Regions from separate parts of the Zea mays genome. Here region 1 is linked to region 2. The links are chromatin contacts, called in public Hi-C maps. All regions are on one chromosome and are shown on one strand. The core of a region is the stretch at or near the end of the contact, and the rest is flanking DNA. Distances in the headings are between cores, read along the strand shown. Region 1 holds the start of LOC100382444. Region 2 holds the start of LOC541870 (chloroplast RNA splicing 1).

Region 1 (4,850 bases), core at 1,021-3,520, 200 kb after region 2:
GCACCGTCGGAGAGCCCAACACCGACGGCGACCGTGTAAGAAGTAGCAGACTACCTGCACGACAAGTAGCGTGGCGGACAAGTAGCATGGCGGCGAGGGTCGTCCGGCCTTGCCTCCCCGCGCAGCCTCCTTGTTGTCGGTGCTGACCGCCTCCGAGGAAGTCTGTCGGGAACTAGCTGTCGGCATGAACAAGACCTTCGCGATGGGAAGACGCAATGGAGAAGGTTCCGCCCCAGCGCGGGAGAGGGAGTGTATCGGTGTGTAGCGGACGTCCGAAGATCTGCCACAATTAGCAGCTCTGGCGACGCCCGTAAAATTTAGCGGACGGTTTGGAGCGCCTTGCTGGAGGTGAAAAGAAGCTCCTCGTCTACTAAATTTAGCGGACAGGATGGTTTACATACCGTTGCAGTCTCACGCCCAGAATGAATGTTATTGGAAATACAATCCCTAGAAACGCCGACGGCGGCGTGCGGCCGACAAGGCCAAGGAGGACTCTAGGCGCAGCAGCCATGCCCATGCGAGGACTCTAGCCGCTGCAGACCACGACCAAAAACAATTAAACTAATTAAATGCCAATCATATGTTCACACGAAGACATCAAACAAATTGAATTTGATTATTTGTGAGTCACTCATGACATGGATGAGCACCAGCTATGTACGTTATTCAGCAAATATAATACTGTACTAATTAAACGCCACATGTATTCGGTCTCGAAACCGAAGATTGGACTATCAGCTTCTCCAAATTCATGTAGGATGATCCGCCATCCTGCAATGCTCCAGTTGCCTTGGCCTTGAGCTCCTGAGCCTTCCTCCTCCTGTGTTCCCCTTGGCTACCCTGATCCATCAGCCTCTCCAAGGCCTTCGCCACTTGTTCCATACCCACCTCCGCCTCGACATCCGCTCCGAGCTTGCTGGCAGTGAGGATGTTTTCTGTTGGCTTTGTCACGCCTACAGACACCCCAACACCAAGCAGGTCCACGACGAGCCTTTCATTGATAAACTGCTCGGCGAAGAGCGGCCAGGTGGCCATGGGCATGCCGGCGGCAATGGCCTCCAGAGTCGAGCCCCACCCGCAGTGCGTGAGGAAGCCGCCGACGGCGCGGTGAGCAAGGATGGCGACCTGGGGAGCCCAGCCTCGCACCAGCAAGCACTGCTTGTCGTCCAAGCTCTCACGCAACCACTCCTTGACGTCGTCGGGCATGGAGTCGGCGCCCTTGAGCACCCAGACAACAGGCCAGGCGCACGACGCTAGAGCCATGCCTAGCTGCACGACCTGCGCGGGTGGCATGCACCCGGCACTGCCGAAGCTGACGTACACCACAGACTTGGTCTCCTTGGTGTCCAGCCACTCCAGGACCCGCCTGTCGCCGCCGCCGCCGTCGTCTGTCATTGTCATGGGATGTTGATGGCACAGCGAGACGGGGCCGACGGCGACGACGGTCTTGCCGGTCGCTGCCGCGAGAAGCTCGCAGGAGCCGTGCTCGAGCTCCTCGAAGCTGTTCACCACGACGCCGTCCACTGCCACGTCGAACTCCCGTATCTCCTGTAGCGTCCCGCCGCCCATGGAAGTGGATGGCGCGAAATGCTGCGGCAGCTGCGCGCGCGAGACCCTGCAGTCAAACGCCGGCAGGGCCGGGATGCTGAAGAGCTCGTCTGCCGACGAAACCGCCTCGTGCGGCCTGTGCTTGTAGAGGTACTCGACGCAGAGCAGGGCGAACGCGCCGAACCCGTGGAAGATGTAGCACGGCGCGCGAAGCTCGCGCGCTAGGCCGAGCGCCCACGCGTGGCACATCCCGGCGACGACGCAGCTCGGGCGGCGGCGCGGCGGCAGAGCCTCGCCGCGGAAGTAGCGCGCCACCGCCTCGCCGAACAGTCTGTTGGCGTGGAAGAAGCGTGGCACGTCGGCTGGGGACCGGAGGAGGTCGAGCCTCTCGCTGCCCTCAGGCAGGCCGGCCTCCGCCGCTGGGAACGGGATCGCGGTGACCGTGATCGTCCCTGCCGCGCCGTGCCCGTGCGGACGGTGCAGTGCCGCGGCGAGGTCTTCCACGCGGCTCTGCACGAGCAGCGCGTTGGCGGGCGTCGTGATGATGGTGACCGCCGCGCCGTGGGAGGCGAGGAGGCGGCCGATGTCGGTCATGGGGATGATGTGGCTGATGGCTCCTTGCCATGGAAGCAGCAGGAAGTGAGGGTCCGCTGTTGCTCTCTCCATTTCCGTCCGATCCGGTCTCACTCTCTGGTTGCAGATCTTCTCGTTTGCCTGTGTTTCTTGTGACTATACTCGTACGGCTACGGCCTACGGAGTATATATACAGGCAAATAAAGCCACGTGACTCCAAAAGCTCCTCCGTATGGGTGGTGTGGTGTCGACATGATAACAGGCCAGTGAAACATAGGTGTTGGTGGTGGGCTGGTGGCTGATTCCATTCCTAATTCTATTCTCTGCTGGGGTGGACTTTTCGCGAGTAATCACGCATCATGACGCATGTGCTAACGTATAGTTTTCAGATGCTAATTTTTAGTCTCTATATTTTATTCTATTTTAGTTTTTAAATTATCAAATACAAAAAATAAAATAAAGTTTTAGTTTTCGTATTTGTTAATTTAAGTACTAAAATAAAATTAATTGGAGAGACTAAGAATTAGAGGTGTTTGGTCTATAGAGATTAATTCTAGACTCTCTATTTTACTATATTTTAGTCTTTAAATTGTTAAATACAAAATATTTAGAAATTTAGGAATTAAAATAAAATTGTCGGCGTTTCAACCCGGGGGTCCCTGGAACGACGAGTAAATTGTCGCTGCGTGTCCCAGCCTGCATGGGTCGGCGCGAGACGGAACACAAAGGGGGAGAGACAGTAAGGGGAAACCGTGGCCTTCGTGTTGTCCTGCGCCCAGGGCGGATGCACTTGCAGTAGGGGGTTACAAGCATTCGCGAGGGAGAGAGAGAGAGCCTTGCGCGTCGGCCCGTTCTCCCGCGCGGCCACCTTCTCGTACGAGAGCCCTGGACCTTCCTTTTATAGACGTAAGGAGAGGGCCCAGGTGTACAATGGGGGGTGTAGCAATGTGCTAACATGTCTAGCAGAGAGGAGCCAGAGCCCTAAGTACATGCTGTCGTGGCTGTCGGAGAGGTTTTGGCGCCCTGTTCATGTGATGTCGTGGCCGTCGGAGGAGCGCTTGAGCCCTGTGGAAGTACAACTGTCGGAGCTGTCGGATCCTTGCTGACGTCTCCTTGCTTCCGTAAGGGGCTGAGAGCCGCCGTCGTCATGGAGCACGCGGGATACCATCATTATTTGTTTACCGGGGCGAACCAGATGGGACGCTGGTCTTGTTCCCCGTAGCCTGAGCTAGCTAGGAGTAGGGTAATGATGGCCCCCTTGTGACGTGGTCGGTCCGAGCCCGAGGTCGGGCAAGGCGGAGGCTCCTCCGAGGTCGAGGCTGAGTCCGAGCCCTGGGGTCGGGCGAGGCGGAGTCCGTCTTCCGAGGTCGAGGTTGAGTCCGAGCCCTGGGGTCGGGCGAGGCGGAGTCCGTCGTCCGAGGTCGAGGCTGAGTCCGAGCCCTGAGGTCGGGCGAGGCGGAGTCCGTCGTCCGAGGTCGAGGCTGAGTCCGAGCTCTGGGGTCGGGCGAGGCGGAGTCCGTCGTCCGTCGTCGAGGTTGAGCCCGAGCTCCGGGGTCGGGCGAGGCGGAGCTTCCTATGGCGTCCGAGGCTGGACTTAGCTGCTGTCAGCCTTGCTCTGTCGAGTGGCACAACAGTCGGAGCAGGGCAGACGGCGCTGTTTTTCTGTCATGTCGGTCAGTGGAACGGCGAAGTGACTGCGGTCACTTCGGCCCTGTCGACTGAGGAGCGCGCGTCAGGATAAGGTGTCAGTCGATCCTTGCATTAAATGCTCCTGCGATACGGTCGGTTGGCGTGACGATCTGGCCAAGGTTGCTTCTCCGCGAAGCCTGGGCCTCGGGCGAGCCGAAGGTGCGTCCGTTGCTTGAGGAGACCCTCGGGCGAGACGTGAATCCTCCTGGGTCGGCTGCCTTTGCCCGAGGCCGGGCTCGGACGAGGCGAGATCGTGTCCCTTGAGTGGACGGAGCCTTACCTGAATCGTGTCCATTAGGCCTTTGCAGATTTGTGCTGATGGGGGTTACCAGCTGAGATTAGGAGTCTTGGGAGTACCCCTAATTATGGTCCCGACAAAAATAAAATGAAAGACTAAAAATTAATTAAAAAACAAACACCCCTAAATCGTTGCAATATAATAGCTGATTGTACATGATATGTTTGAGGTTTCTATATGATACTAATAAACGATGTTAGTTTAATTGGTCGTGTTGATTATTAAGTACTAAAACTTAATTATTAATAGGACAAGGTTGGTGTGCCAGCTTCTTTTTTCTGCGGTCTTCGGAGGACTTTTTGGCGGCACCTGCTGAATTGGACTTCTCTCCATGAGCGTGTGAGGCCATCATGCACACATATCCGACACATATTTATCCTAATTTGATTTTGAGAAGTATGGTCAGTCCAATCCGACACAGGATCTGCATGTGTACTTTGCACTGGTACATGTACTACAAAATATACTCCTAGATAGCAACCTGCGTAGTCCGTGACAGGTCAACACAGCTCCGTGTTTTTTTTTCAATCGAAGGATAAACAATGTGAAGAATCGCGGCTGGGGAACCTTCTACGCGGAAACTATTAAGGCCTAGTTGGGAGCTAGAAAATATGGGGCTAAAATCTACTCCATATCCAAAATTAAATAAGAATATGATTTTAGCCCCTTCAATCTGTATAGGTTGTGGCTCCTAAACTAGCCTAAGGCTTTGTTTTGATACTCTAGTATTCAACTCAATCCA
Region 2 (5,238 bases), core at 1,078-3,577:
GGGTTGTTTCTTACAAGAGTTGTAAACACACATTTGTTGTATCGCTGACAATGCACCATAGTTATTAAGGCGTCCCTAAAACGATGCTAAAGAGTCGCTAAAGCGGTAAGGCGAGGTTGCAGGGCAAGGCGTCGCAGTAGCCTTACTCGCCAGCGCAAGGCATCCGCCTTAGGCTAGAGTGTCGCCTTTGGGGCACAAGGCATCCATAAGGCGTTGGATAGTGGACGCCTTGGCCTTGGGTAGGGTTGGAGAGGGGGTTCAGATGGAGGCGCGGACTGTGGGGTGGCGGCTTTCCTGTCGAGGGCGGTGACATCTCGCTTCTGTTGTCGCGCAGTTGTGCGACCCTCCTACTCCACCCGCCGGTACTCCCTTCCACAGCGGCGCCCTCCCTCTGCGGCGCGCAGGCGCGCGTCTTCCTAGGCGGCGGCTATGTGCGGCACTGCGACTATGCACGAAAGCACGAGAACAGGATGATTAGGGTATAGATGTGGTGGGCTGGTGGCTTTGTTGTGCTTTAAGTGGGCTGGATGGGCTGGACGCTCTCCATCTCTCTTTTTCCTTTTCTTTTTCAATTTTAACATAATAAGGAATAGGGAAGGTGACGGACAAAGGAAAGCTGTGGAAATTTGTAGAAAGTTATCAACAAATTCTACACTATTTGGTCTAAGTAATATACTAATTTTGTATTTTATTATATAATTAAGGCGTCACCTTGTGTTACACTTTACTGCCTAAAAGCTAAAAAAGGGGGGTTGGGTGCCTTATGTCGCCTTACCACCTTAAAAACTATGGAATGCACGCTGAGTTTGTGGCATCATATGAGGCAACTGGGCAAGCGATGTGAGTAATGAAATTTATACCTGATTAAGAGTGATTGGTAGAATAGAAAGACCACCCAGAATGTATTGCGATAATGAGCCAGCAGTATTCTACTCCAACAACGGTATTCTACTCCTAGAACAAGTCAAGTGGTGTTGTCATGTTTGTTGACATTAAGTGATGTTCTTAAGAAGAAAATTCAGGATCAAACCATTTTTTAGCATAGCAAAACCCATCAGATGCTAGCAAATTCGCTCACCAAAGGCCTTCTACCCAGTGTGTTTGGATAGCACATAGTCGACATAGGATTAAAGGAAAGTCTATGATTCTAAATGAAGCGGCTATAGAAACAAACATATAGAACGTTACTCCATTCTGAGGCAGGGGAGCATCTGCATGTTATAGTCAATAAGTTTATTGGCACATAATTGATCATTGAAACGCATTGGTCTTGGTGTGTAAATTTGTCCAAGGGTGAAACATAGAAAGTTAAAAAACAAGAAAATAAAGAAAAAGGGAGAATGTTGGGTGTGTTCTCTAGCTCGGTCAAGGAGGTCGAGCCCGAGTCTATCCTCTCTAGCCAAGTTGCGTCCTGATTAAAGTCGCAAACCCTAATCCTATCCTAGTTGTGGCCTCATTACAGAAGCCAGAAGCGAAGCCTTTTGCCGACAAAAGCCGATACGGTCAGAATCTGAAACAAACACCCACACTTATCAAGTAATGAATGGTCAAACAGGGATCCGGTGACATCCTAAGGACTCTAGAAACTAGCAAGAATAGCCTCATGGTGTTACTCACCTCAAGAATTTCCCTGGCGCGATCCATGGACCGGCGGAGTGGCTCGACTATGCGCACGGCGGCGAGCTCCTCACCACTGGCCCATTCCCTTCGCACCTCCTTGACTACCTCGTCGGTGACTCCGGCCTTCTTGGCCCGCGCCCACCTGCCTATCCCACGCGCCAACCGCCGCAGGCGATGCAGCTCGTGGGTCTCCAGCTCGGTCTCCGCGCGCGTCGGCTCCCGCGGCTTCTTCTCCCGCCGCAGCGCAACCTTGAGGCCCTCGTCCCTAGCAGCCGCCCACGGAACAGCCCGTGACTTCTCCTTCTCAACCACATATTGGCCTGGTTCCCGCGGCGGGGACAGCTCGATCGTAAGGTGGAATGCGGCGGCGGCGGCACCGCTGTTGCTGGTGTGGACGGAATTCGGACTCGGAGCATCGGAGAGCTCGAGGGAGCGGACGCGCCGGATGATGCCGAGGACCGCTCGGTGGGTGCGGCCCCCGGGGACTCCGGCAGTGAGGGGCTTGGCTGCTGTTTTGGTGTTTTTCCTTGCCGGTGCCGGTTTGGGGCTGTCGATGCGGAACTTGGAAGGAGTTGCCTCGGCGGGGAGTGGAGGCACCGGGGGTGCGGAGTCGCGGCTTTGGGTAGAGGACCCGTGGAGCCATGGCGGCGGCGGCGGGGCCTTTAGGGACGGGGAGAAGAGGGGCAGCGGCGGTGGCGCCATGTGGGGGTCCCGTTGCTCACTCCGCCTCACTCATCCGTTCACAACGACCGTGTGCCCAGCGCGTGCGGCTAGGAATCTAGGATGAGTGGTGCCGTGGTGGTCACTGGTCAGGCAGAACCCCCAAGCATCGGATTGGATCTTTAGTTCAGCTAATATATGGCATTATTGATTTTTTTTAAATTTTGACCACTTATCTTATTTAAAATATTTATTCAAAAATATAAAATTTTAAATCAAGCACAAACTACCTTAAATAATAAAATAAATCACAATATAATAAATAATAACTCATTTGTTTTGAACAAGACGAGTGGTCAGAGTTTAAAACTTTGACCACTCGTCTTATTCAAAATATTTATTCAAAAATATAAAATTTTAAATCAAGCATAAACTACCTTAAATAATAAAACAAATCACAATAAAATAAATAATAATTTATTTTATTAATAATACAAGTGGTCAAAGTTTTTTTTAAAAAGTCAACGGTGTTATATATTTATGAACGGTGGGAGTCTAAGATGCTTATATTATACTTTATGTCTTATTTCATCTTCTATCCTTATAAATTTTCTAGAAAAAAAACTTAAAGTGAGATGTCTTTCGAATACCGGCAAAAAATGATGTTGTCGCCTTAAACACTGAGTATAGATGTCTAGTGGGTCGGGTTTGCGAGGCGACCCGAAACCCGACACAGGTTTAGTCCGGCTCAAACTCGGCATAACACGAAGCGAAGCGGGCTCGTGTCGGCCCGACCCAATCACCGGGCCATGCATGTGCCTAAGGCGTGGCACGGCGAGCTAGGCACACCACGACCCGTTTTTTTCATTTTTATACAATATACTTGAATATAGAGTATAAAATACAAGAAACATGCTTGTTTTGTTGGTTATGTGGGTGTAAATAAGTGTTTATAGCTAATAACTATGGTTTAAACCTTCATATATACAGATTTTTAACACAATTTTATCATTTAAACGCCATATACTATTACAGGCACGTTAGTCCCATCGGGTGTGGGTCGGCCCGGCACAGTTAATACCTTAACGTGTCGTACCTAGGCCTTGCTCGAGGTCCGTGGGCTGACACGGCACGACCCGCTTTCTAATTCAGGTCGGGCCGGCACCATCCCAACCCGTGTTGGGCCTAGCCGGGATCGGGCCAGGTTGACCCGGCCCACCCATTTAGGCATGTATACTCATGAGGAGAGGGCAATGAGTTCATCCATCGCCAATTAGGGTGATGAGACATGATCCCATCGTTCTAGGTCTTTGATTTGTAAGGTAGTTTATAGTGATTTCATATCCATTTAATAGTGTATCATATCAACATTTTAGATGACAGGATGAGACATTTTAGAATTGTAATCATTTAAGACTAGGTAATGTTTTTTTGCTCACGGACATTGAATGTGTTGTCATGGAGCTCATGTAATTTTAGCCAAATCCATTAGCAGTTTTTAATGTGAATATTTGATTGAAAAATTTCATGCTAAAAGATTCATACAAGCAATTTTTGGCTCAAGCATTCAAATGAATTTCTTTTTCCTCACTCGTGGTGAGTTCTCGAGATTTTTGGGGGGTTTCATCCTTGTTGGGGTGAAGGCGAAGACGCTACCCTTCGCTCGATGCCTTCGCCAATCTCGCTGCACCAACGGAGGCGAAACGACCGACGTCCACCCTTCGTCCACTACACTACAAGACGAAGGCCTACGACGAGGTCGCCCCGTCCCGCCTTCTCGTCCAACCCGGAGGCCCACGAGGAATTCAGCCCGTTATAACAGGCCCCGCGAGGCTAAGTGTGTTACGGGCCCGATTTGTAATAGCTTTTCTGTAATGGCAGTCTGTAACCCTCCTTTATAGGAATATTTCGGGTATAGTCCAGGTGCCTGAGGGTACATGCGTCTTTGCATTGAGACGTTGGGCACTCAGGCACCTATAAATACCCCCGTATAGTGCCCTTGAGAGGCTGGATTAACAGAGCTATTGCCATCTCGAGTCGAAACCTTGTTTGCGTTGCTTTCACTCCCCCGTTGGATCAACTTGCCCAAGAGAGCAAGTTCCAACATTTGGCGCCCACCGTTCGTGCTACGAAAAAAACACCCGCGATGGCACTCAAGAGAGCTAGCTCGAAGGCAGCCCCATCCGTTGACGAAGCAGCGAAGGCAGCGCTGCTGGCCAAGAAAAAGGGCAAGGCCCTTGTCGACACCACCCACCAAGAAGCTGCGAAGACGACACACTCAGCAAGAGACAACGCAATGATCAACCTACATCCGAAGGCACCCTCCGCACCTGCAGCTCCGGAGGACAACCGCAACCACCCCCAGGCTTCGCTCCACTAGAGGGCGAGGACGCCACTGAGGATGGAGAAGTCATCGGTGTTTCAGCAGAGGAACAGCTATAGCTGCGGGCATTGCGAATCAAGAACCGCAACCTCCAGAAGCAGAAAGAGATCCTCATGGCCAAGCGCCAACGTGTCTCCGCGCGGCCAAAGTGCGCCAGATGATACGTGACGAGGAGCAGAGGGCTCAGGAGCTTGAGCAAGAGATTGCGCTCATGCAGCGCGAAGGCCAACATGATCTGCAACGCGGCCCACCCCTCCAACAGCGTGCGCCAATCGAAGAACTATTCATTCCTCAGCGCGGACCCGTCATCCCGCACGCCACAACATTCCAAGGCGTCAACTACCTTGATGAGTGGAGTCCTCTGGCGCCACACCTGCAAGTGTCACCATGGCCCGCCAACTTCAGGGCAGGGACCTACCCCAAGTACAATGGCAGCACCGACCCCGCACAGTATATCATGAGCTATCAAGTCGCCGTTGCATCATCCAGAGGGGACGACGCCACGATGGCCAAGTCATTCATCATCGCCCTCGAAGGTCCGGCTCTAACCTGGTACACCAGGTTGCCCCCGCTGT

What was found. Hi-C and Micro-C count contacts between places; a contact is called where the count stands out from the background.
Region 1: a Hi-C map of root tip shows a contact between it and region 2, with 2.9 times the contacts expected there. The contact joins the promoter of LOC100382444 here to the promoter of LOC541870 in region 2. A contact is called at or near these places in 9 of 25 Hi-C or Micro-C datasets (bundle sheath, ear, endosperm and 4 more) and 1 of 3 datasets of contacts at active chromatin or transcription factors (leaf).

The regions. Positions count from the first base shown.
Region 1 is chr1:226,122,106-226,126,955 of Zm-B73-REFERENCE-NAM-5.0, forward strand. LOC100382444 reads right to left here and starts at 2,271. Exons shown (of 1, transcript NM_001175186.2): 1 at 564-2,271. The coding sequence starts at 2,214. The coding sequence ends at 691.
Region 2 is chr1:225,922,337-225,927,574 of Zm-B73-REFERENCE-NAM-5.0, forward strand. LOC541870 (chloroplast RNA splicing 1) reads right to left here and starts at 2,328. Exons shown (of 9, transcript NM_001111538.2): 1 at 1,618-2,328. The coding sequence starts at 2,322.